Regions from separate parts of the Sus scrofa genome. Here region 2 is linked to region 1. A link is a contact called in public HiChIP or PLAC-seq data. All regions are on one chromosome and are shown on one strand. The core of a region is the stretch at or near the end of the contact, and the rest is flanking DNA. Distances in the headings are between cores, read along the strand shown.

Region 1 (4,130 bases), core at 935-3,434:
GAAAGCAGCCCCAAGGAAGGAATTCTTATCATAGGGGAGGGTGCAGTCTAGTGGCAAACTCCATGAAATGCAGCCCCTTCTCCAAAGGGAAATTAGAAGGCTTCCAGGGGGATGAAATATTAAGGGGTAACAGTCCACCCCCAAGGGCCCCCCCACCCAGTGGGGCAGCAAATAGCTACCCATCTCTCTCTGCTCTGGCTCTGAAGTCACAGCCCACTCATGCCCAGTTCAGGAAAAAAATAAATCCCCTCCTTCCTTCTTTAAAGACTTGAGCTTTTCTTTCATTTCACTAAGGAAAGAAGGGGACTTAGTGTCCCAGGAGATTGTCTGAGGTTTCCAATGGACTAACAGTATTCCTGGTCAGGACCAGCAAGTCCTGGGGCACCACCAGCTCCTATTCCTGTGCTGTGCCTGCTAGCACCAGAGTAGCTCATAACAAAGAATCCCTCTGGTCTGTCACCCACTCCCTCCTGGGATATAGCCCTGCCCAATAGAAGGATCATCCACTCTGCCCACCTGAAAACCTCACACCAGGACACTTTAGGCCCCCAGGCAAGATTTTTCAGACCTAGCCTTTCCTCCAAAGTGCTGGTCTCTGTAACTCATTTCTGTCTACAATGCTGCTGGTATGAATGTCCTTTCCTGCAAGTACACACACAAAACACACACACACACACACACACACACACACACACACACACACAGAGGTTTCCTGGGCCAACTCTGTAACTGAAGGCAAGTAACCACTTCTTCACCATATAACCAAAGACAGTCACGTCACAGAGCAACAGAAACACTAGATTAAATCCCCTTTCCCAGATTTTTTTTTTGGGGGGGTGAGTTCAGAGATTTTTTCCTTTATTTTTATTTCTCCCCACCCCAACACACACACACACACTCACACACCCCTTATTCAGTCACTCATACACCAGCAGACAGCCATTTCCCAAAATTAGGGGAGAATTTCTTGGGCAGTGTATATATGTCCAGTTGGCTAATAAGAAAATACTCCTTCCAGCCTGGGCCTTGACTAGTTATGGGGTGGGAGGGAAGGGGGGACAAGTTAGTCCTTATTGTATCCACTGCTGGGAAGAACATTCAAACTCTCCCCCACCCCCACCCCACCCCCCTCTTGGCTGCCCCAGCCTTGTCTCTCTGGCCCCTTCTTTTCCATTTCAGGGAGGGCAGGGTGCTGTTCAGGCAGTGAAGGGGAGCCCCCGTGTGTCTAGAAGGTCTCTCCCCACCCCCACCCCGTGTGAGTTTGTACTCCTTGGCATCTTTGCCTGGGTTGGGTGTTGGGGAGCTCAAATTGCAGCTACAAACTGGCTGGCAGCCAGGGGCCGTCTATTTAAAAGCGCCTGCTCAACCCGAGCCTTTAGTCTCTTTGGAAACTTCTGCCGGGGAAAAAAGAGCTAGGAAAGAGCTGCAAAGCGGTGTGGGTTTTTTCCTTTTTTTTTTTTTTTTTTTTTTTTTTTTTTTTTCCTTTTCCTCCTTTTCATTACCCCCTCCTCGGTTTGCACCCTTCTTCGAGCTTCACGTAGAACCTGCGAATTTCGAAGAGGTGCTGGCAGAGTGGGAGGAAAGAGGTGTTAGGGGTTTGGATTTGGTCTTTTTTTTTTTTTTTTTTTTTTTAATTTCTTGATTTCAACATTTTCCCCCCACCGTCGCGGCTGCAGCCGCCGCCTCATACCTGTTCCGCGGCAGCCGTGCGCCGCTGGCGGCTGAGGGTTAGAAAGGAGAAGGGTGTAGTTTGAGATTTTAAACAAAAATTTCGAAGAAAAATCTATTTTTATCCCTCCCCCCTCCACTGCCTCCGAGCTCATTATTCTGGTTGTTGTTTGAGGGGGGGGACAATTTTTTGCTCCCTCCCAGCCCCTGCAATTCTGACCAGGCCAGGCTTGGGGGTTTGTTTCTCTGACCTCCAATTCCTCTGCGTGCACCTGGCGCTGCTCTTTTTCCCCCTACCTGTTGCAAGTCTGTAATCTTTGCAATTGGGACTTGCTTGCAGGCACTCCAGCCCTCCATCGCTCCCTGCATTTTGCAATTGTCTGGGGGAGGGCACCTGCTCTACCTGCCAGAAATTTTAAAAAGAAAAGAATTTCTCCGCGCGCCTTCCTGGCCCCTTTCTCCTTGCACTCTCGATCTCCTGCCCCGCCCCAGGTAAAGGGGGAGACTCGGAGAAGATGGTGCTCACCGCGGTCCTCCTGCTGCTGGCCGCCTGTGCCGGACCGGCCCAGGGCCTGGGCTCCTTCGTGCACTGCGAGCCCTGCGACGAGAAAGCCCTCTCCATGTGCCCCCCCAGCCCCCTTGGCTGTGAGCTGGTCAAGGAGCCTGGCTGCGGCTGCTGCATGACCTGCGCCCTGGCGGAGGGGCAGTCGTGCGGCGTCTACACTGAGCGCTGCGCCCAGGGGCTGCGCTGCCTCCCCCGGCAGGACGAGGAGAAGCCGCTGCACGCCCTGCTGCACGGCCGCGGGGTTTGCCTCAACGAAAAGAGCTACCGCGAGCAAGCCAAGATCGGTGAGCGCTCTCAGTGTGCCAGGCAGTTACACGGCGCACGGGCGGGGGACTTGGGACAGGCTGGCCCCGCGCGCTCTGCCCAGCAAGTGGCTTAGAGCCGGGGTGCAGCCCGGGAGGAGGGCGGGGAGGGTCCTTGCACCTTGGAATTCGAGCCCTGACAGATCCTGCTACCCCGGGCTGCGGTTAGCCGAGCTTCTGCAGGTTTTCGCTCCTTCTCTTCGCCCCTGCCCCCACCTCTCTCCCCTCGACTGAATACCGACTCTGAGCTCTTACTTGGTCTCTAGGTCCAAACCCCCAGGTACTCAATCTCCATTCCGAAAGTGTGCACCTTACGTTATCATCTCCTTCTACCACCCCACCCCCTATCCACTCAATACGGTTTTTTTTTGGGGGGGGGTCCTAAACTTGAAAAAAAAATTTCCTTTGTTAAAATATTGTTTTAACTGAGGACCGGGAGAGAGAGACGCTACCGGTCTTCTGTGCTAATTCCACCTTTGTCCCTCCCAACCCCCTACCCGCCCCCGCCAGTCTTTCTTTGACGTTTCTATTCTCCAACCCCGCCACACCACACAAACACACGTACACGCACACTCACATGCACACATACACGCACGCACGCATTCTAGGTAGCTAATGCCTTTTGGGTGGGGACTTCGATGCCCCTCCCACGTGCACTCTCGTCGATTTAGACTTGACTGATTGTGGTAGATTGTAAAACATGTGAATATGCAAAATACTTTTTTTTTCCCTCCCCGGTGGGGAAAGATTACTTTAGACCAGCGCGGCTGGGAGGTAAGGGGTTGGGGGAGGGGAGTAAGAGAAAGGGACTGGCAGGAAGTGTTCGGTGTTCCTGGGCTGAGTTTTTGTCCTTGAGTCTTAATTCCTTTTCCTCTGTCCCAATTCAGATTTTACCTAGGAAGAAAGATGGAAATAGGGTTGGGAGGCCAGAAGACATGTGAAATTCAGACATCACAGCTTCTCCGCCAGCGCTAATCCCCCACTCTCTTTCCTCACCACTCAGTAGCAAACCTGATCACAAGTGGGTGTGGTGTAAATGCGAGAGGGGCCCTGGAAACGCAGAATGCATAATCAAGGGGGCGGAGACGAAAAGCCCCGCACCCGCACCCGGAGCCTCCCCTCCGCCTCCCAGTAGCCCCGCCCCTGGTCTGCCCCGCCCACAAATTCTCAATGCCTGAAGTCTAGGGTTTAAAAGGTTGACAGAGCTCCTTGTTCAATCAGAACAGATCTGCGCCCCTTAGACTGGGTTTCCTTTGGGAAGTTACCTGGTCTTAAATGTTAAAAAGAAAAAAAAAAGTTTAATGAACTGTACATGAAAGTCTGAGTTCCAAGGCGTCAACCTATTGATCCTCTCCCAAAAGGGTGAAGACTTGTCTAAATAATGTTCATTCTGTAATTTCTTACGGGAACAATGCTTTTCTTGCCTCCTATTCCCTTCCGTTATGAGCACCCAACACGAGTTTTAACTGCAATCTACAGACACTATCATGTAGGAAAGGTGCTTGAGAAGAGGCAGGAGAGCTTTCTTGGGTTCAACCTGAAGAACCACCAACCCCCAACCCTGCAGAGTTTGCCTGTCCACCCCTCCAGCTTTG
Region 2 (4,130 bases), core at 488-2,987, 130 kb before region 1:
TGTGTGACTTGGGGCTAGTTATTTCCTGTCTCTCAGCCTCAGTTTCCCCAAATATGGATCAGGGGTTGAACTAGGTAGAGGCAGCTTGGAGCAGTGGAAGGAATGAATCCTGTGGCCAGGCTTCATTGCTAACTTGCTTCGTGACCTTGGGCAAGTAAATGAACCTCACTGCAGGTCAATTTTCTCATCTATAAAATGAGTCTATCAGGACTTCTATCACAGGTTGATGTGCCAGTTTAAGGAAATGATACATGCCAAGTGCCTGACTTGAACTCCATTTGAGGTCCAAGACACAGACATATACACTCACACTGAACCAGCAGTCTGAGGAAGTGCGTGGCATATTCACTAGAGAGGGTGTGTTTGAAGGGAGTTAAGGAGAGGGAGACCTCACTCATGAAGGGCAGATGGGGAGGAAGGGAATGACTTCTGGAGGAAGCAGTTTGAGTTGGGATTTTGACAAACACCCAGAAATTGGATAAGCAACTGAAGGAAGAAATTCTGGAATAAAGAAGAAAATTCAGTAAGTCTGGATTGGGAAATTTATGTTTTAATGTCTATCCTCTTACTGCCTAGCTTAGTGGCCTTGCTGATTCTCTGCTTCTTTGTCTATAACATGGGGTTGTGGTGAGAATGCGTATGATGACATGGGAGAAAACACCTTTGTGGTGCCTGGAACATGGTAGGTGCTCAAGAGATGGATGGATGGATGAATGCGTGGATGGGTGGATGGGTGGATGGACAGATTTCAAATGAAGTAGAGAGAGAACCTCCAAGCACTTTTATAGGTAAGTGAGTGTATTCATAGCACTCAGCGATTTCCTGAGGATTCATGGAACCCCAAGCTGCTTCTGGGAGAAAAGGTGTTCCCTGGCCATTTAAATTTTGGAATGGCAGTGTGAGACATTCCTCTCTTGAGGATTTTCTATCAGTTTCAACACAATAATTCTGCAAAGTCTTTTCTAACTTTATTTACACCCAGTAGTTCCCAGACTTGGTTGACTTCTAAATCAATTTTCCACATTAAGCCTATTAACCTCCCACTGAATTTGCAGGGGTTTCTCTGGTGTGAAGTAAGGGGATGGTGGTGAGAAATTTGGAAAAAATTACTTGGGCTGTGCTTTGTGTTTCCACTGTAGCCAACTTTAGGAACAATCTGTGCAGGGGTATAAGGAGTGCAGCCCAAGGAGCAAGCACATGTTCTTGGAAGCAGAGAGACCTGTGCTTGAATGCAGTCCCTCCACTACTGAGTCATGGTGCCATGGGCCAGTTCCTTAATCTTCCTTTACCTCCAGTTCCTGATCTATAAATTCACAGCACTCACCTCCTAAGATCACTGTGAGAATCAAACAAGCTAACATACCTGTAGAGGTTAGTGTTGTGCCTGACACAGAGTAAGCACTCAGTAAACAGAAGATGCTTTTGTTATGATTATGCTACCATCCAAATATCCTCTATCAATTACTTTGCAACATCCAACATTACTCAGACATTGAGCCCTGTGAGTAGGGATCTAATTGCTTTTCCTCTTCTGTGGGGGTGGAGGGATCAGCCTAGAACCCCGTCGCAAGAAGTGAGGGAGGCCATTTCAAAGTGGCGGGGGCGGGGGGGTCTGTTCTGTTCTTTTTCTGAATACAGAGCAAAGGAAGGAGGTTTTTTCAGAAGTAGGGCTTGTGCTCCCCAACCGATCTGGGCTGACAGTATCAACCCTCACAGGCTGGCAGCTGGCCTCCAGGAGATGGAGAATCTGCTTAGTCATTTCTCAGCAGCGAGAGAAATCAGCTTGGAAAAGAAGCCAAATATACCCCTGAGAGGCCTGCCAAGTGCCTCCTAAAAAGAGGAAACAAGAGGCGGCACAGAACTCTGAGCACCAGGATCTGATCAGAGCCATGGGGCAGAGACAGCTGGTTTCCAGGGTCAGAGACCCACGCCCCGTTCAAGTGCCACCACCATGAGCTGACAGAGGCTGGCTTGAGTTCACCCCTGGCCATGAAATCCAAGTCCCTCGCTCCCCTCCCTTTGTTGAAGAATATTGGCCGTGGGCAGCAGGGGTCCTATAGTCAGTTTCTCTTCATTGGCTCATCCATTAATTCAATGAGCGTTTACTGAATACTTACTATACATGCCATTGGGAACACAGTTGTATAAAAGACAAAAAAATGTTCCTGCATTTATAGAGTTAACATTATAGTGGAGACAGGCAGAAAATACACAAGTAAGCAAGTAAAATAATTCCAGAGTGTTACATGCTTTGTGGAGAAACTATAAGAGAGATGAATGAACTAGGATCTGGAAAAGAATAGTGGTAGGCCCTCAGCCCCCTCAAACAAGAGACATTTGAGCCAAGACCCCAGTGGAGCAAGGGGAAGAGCCAGAGATAATGTGGAAGGAAAGGTCCCCAAGCAGAAGGCAGAGGGAGCACCATGACGCCGGGACAGAAACGAGCCCAGTGTGCTGACGAACAGCCAGAACGCCTGAAGCCAAGTTGGAAAGTAGACAAGAGAGCAGGAGAGGGTTAGAAACAAGGTCAGAAATCTCTGCAGAGGAAGGCAAGGAGTGTGACTTTATCACAAATGTGGTAAGAAGTCACTGGAAGATTTTTAACAGAGGAAAGGATGAAGAGCTCACCCTAACTGTTGTATGAAAACTGGATGACCAGAGGGCAAGAGTGGCATCTGAGAGAGTAGTTGGTCCATCTAGGTGAAAGGTGGCTAGTACTGAGGTGTCAGCAGGTAGAGGGGGAGCTTTGGGGTATATGTTGATGGTAGAGTAGTGACAGGGCCTGCTGGTCAGTGGGATGCAGGCTATGTCTGAAAGTGAGGTTGATTAAGGGGGACTTCCAGAATAGCTGCTTCTTACTGAGATGTGAAAGGCTGCAGGAGGATGTTTGGGAACAGAAGATACCATAATGCTTTGCATGGGCGTGGGAGGTTCAAGGTGTCTACTGGACTTCCAAGTGGAAGAGTTCAGTCTGCAATTGCATGTGTTTGGAGCCCATCTTTCAGCCCTGTGGTCATCAGCATCACCAGTGTTTAAATCCCCACATTTTGACAAGATTGAGCGTAGTCAGAAGCATGCGACTAGGGAGTGAGACTTCAGGAAAATGTATAATCCAATCCCTTTGTTTACAAGAGGGATACTGAGGTCCAGAAAGAAGAATTCACTCACTCCAGATCAAAGAGCAAGTCACTCGCAGAGCCAGAACCTACACCCATGTCCTCCTTTCCCGCCACAAAACATCCCCCACATTTGGGTTCTTTTTCCACTATTTACAAAATTGTTTCACATTGATTTCTTAAAATTATTGACATACACCCTAAAAACCTCTCTTGTTCCACTATGGGGGATGTTTTATTTTCTTATCTAACTTAATTTTCTCTACCTTCAGTTTAAGCTCATTCTCTGTTGTAATGATTGCCATATTTTTTTAATAGGCATGATATTGTTAAACCTGATGCCTCAGACAATTATGTCAAGTAATCAGGTTAAGTATTTTGGTTGCTATTTACAGATGAGGAAACTGAAGCATAGACTCTAGTAAATTCTATGCAGTCCTGTACCTGAGTCAAGACGCAACCAACACTAGAACCTTAACTGTCTTGAGTCTTAGCTTAGAGCTCTTTCTTGTGGTCTAGGAAATCTTTGTAAGCCCAGGTCCTGCCATTCTTCATCAGCTGAAGACTCTCCAAGCTCTTCATAAACAGGAACATAATGAACATTGCCTCATCTTTTCTTTTTCACACCATACAATCCCTTATCTTTTTAGATCTCCTTCCTGTGGCGCAGATTGGTTCTCACTGTCCAAATCCAATTCCTCTTTTTCCTGGGCATACAGCTAAGCTACAACTCGCAGCCTCCCTTGTAGTTAAACATGGCCCTATGACTGATTTCCAGTCAATCGAATTTGAGCAGAATTCATGCACACCTTTCCCAGTTTGGCCCATAAAAATATTCCAAGCTCAGTGGTCCATGCTTACCCCCTCCTATCAGCTCAATGTAGATGAGCCTGGACACCTTAGAGCCATATATTGAAGATGGCGGAATTTCAAGATGGAAAGATCCTGGATCCTTCTTTCACTACTTGGAGAAAAATAGCCTACCCATCCAGAAAACACATTTAGAGCGTAGGA

The links. HiChIP or PLAC-seq counts read pairs in DNA pulled down with a chosen protein or histone mark.
Region 2: a contact with region 1 is called in an H3K27ac HiChIP or PLAC-seq map of skeletal muscle. The contact joins the enhancer-like site here to the promoter of IGFBP5 in region 1. A contact is called at or near these places in 7 of 47 Hi-C or Micro-C datasets (embryonic fibroblasts, heart right ventricle, psoas muscle and 2 more) and 1 of 2 datasets of contacts at active chromatin or transcription factors (skeletal muscle).

What each region holds. Positions count from the first base shown.
Region 1 is chr15:118,875,841-118,879,970 of Sscrofa11.1, reverse strand. IGFBP5 (insulin-like growth factor binding protein 5) reads left to right here and starts at 2,184. Exons shown (of 4, transcript NM_214099.1): 1 at 2,184-2,517. The coding sequence starts at 2,184.
Region 2 is chr15:119,003,473-119,007,602 of Sscrofa11.1, reverse strand. No RefSeq gene overlaps it. Among named protein-coding and RNA genes, the nearest start is that of TNP1, 33 kb to the left of the region's middle. Within about 2 kb of position 1,737, at least 16 of the 83 cell types and tissues checked have an H3K27ac peak or open chromatin away from gene starts, as enhancers often do. A contact at or near this core is called in skeletal muscle and subcutaneous adipose tissue, where this site is marked.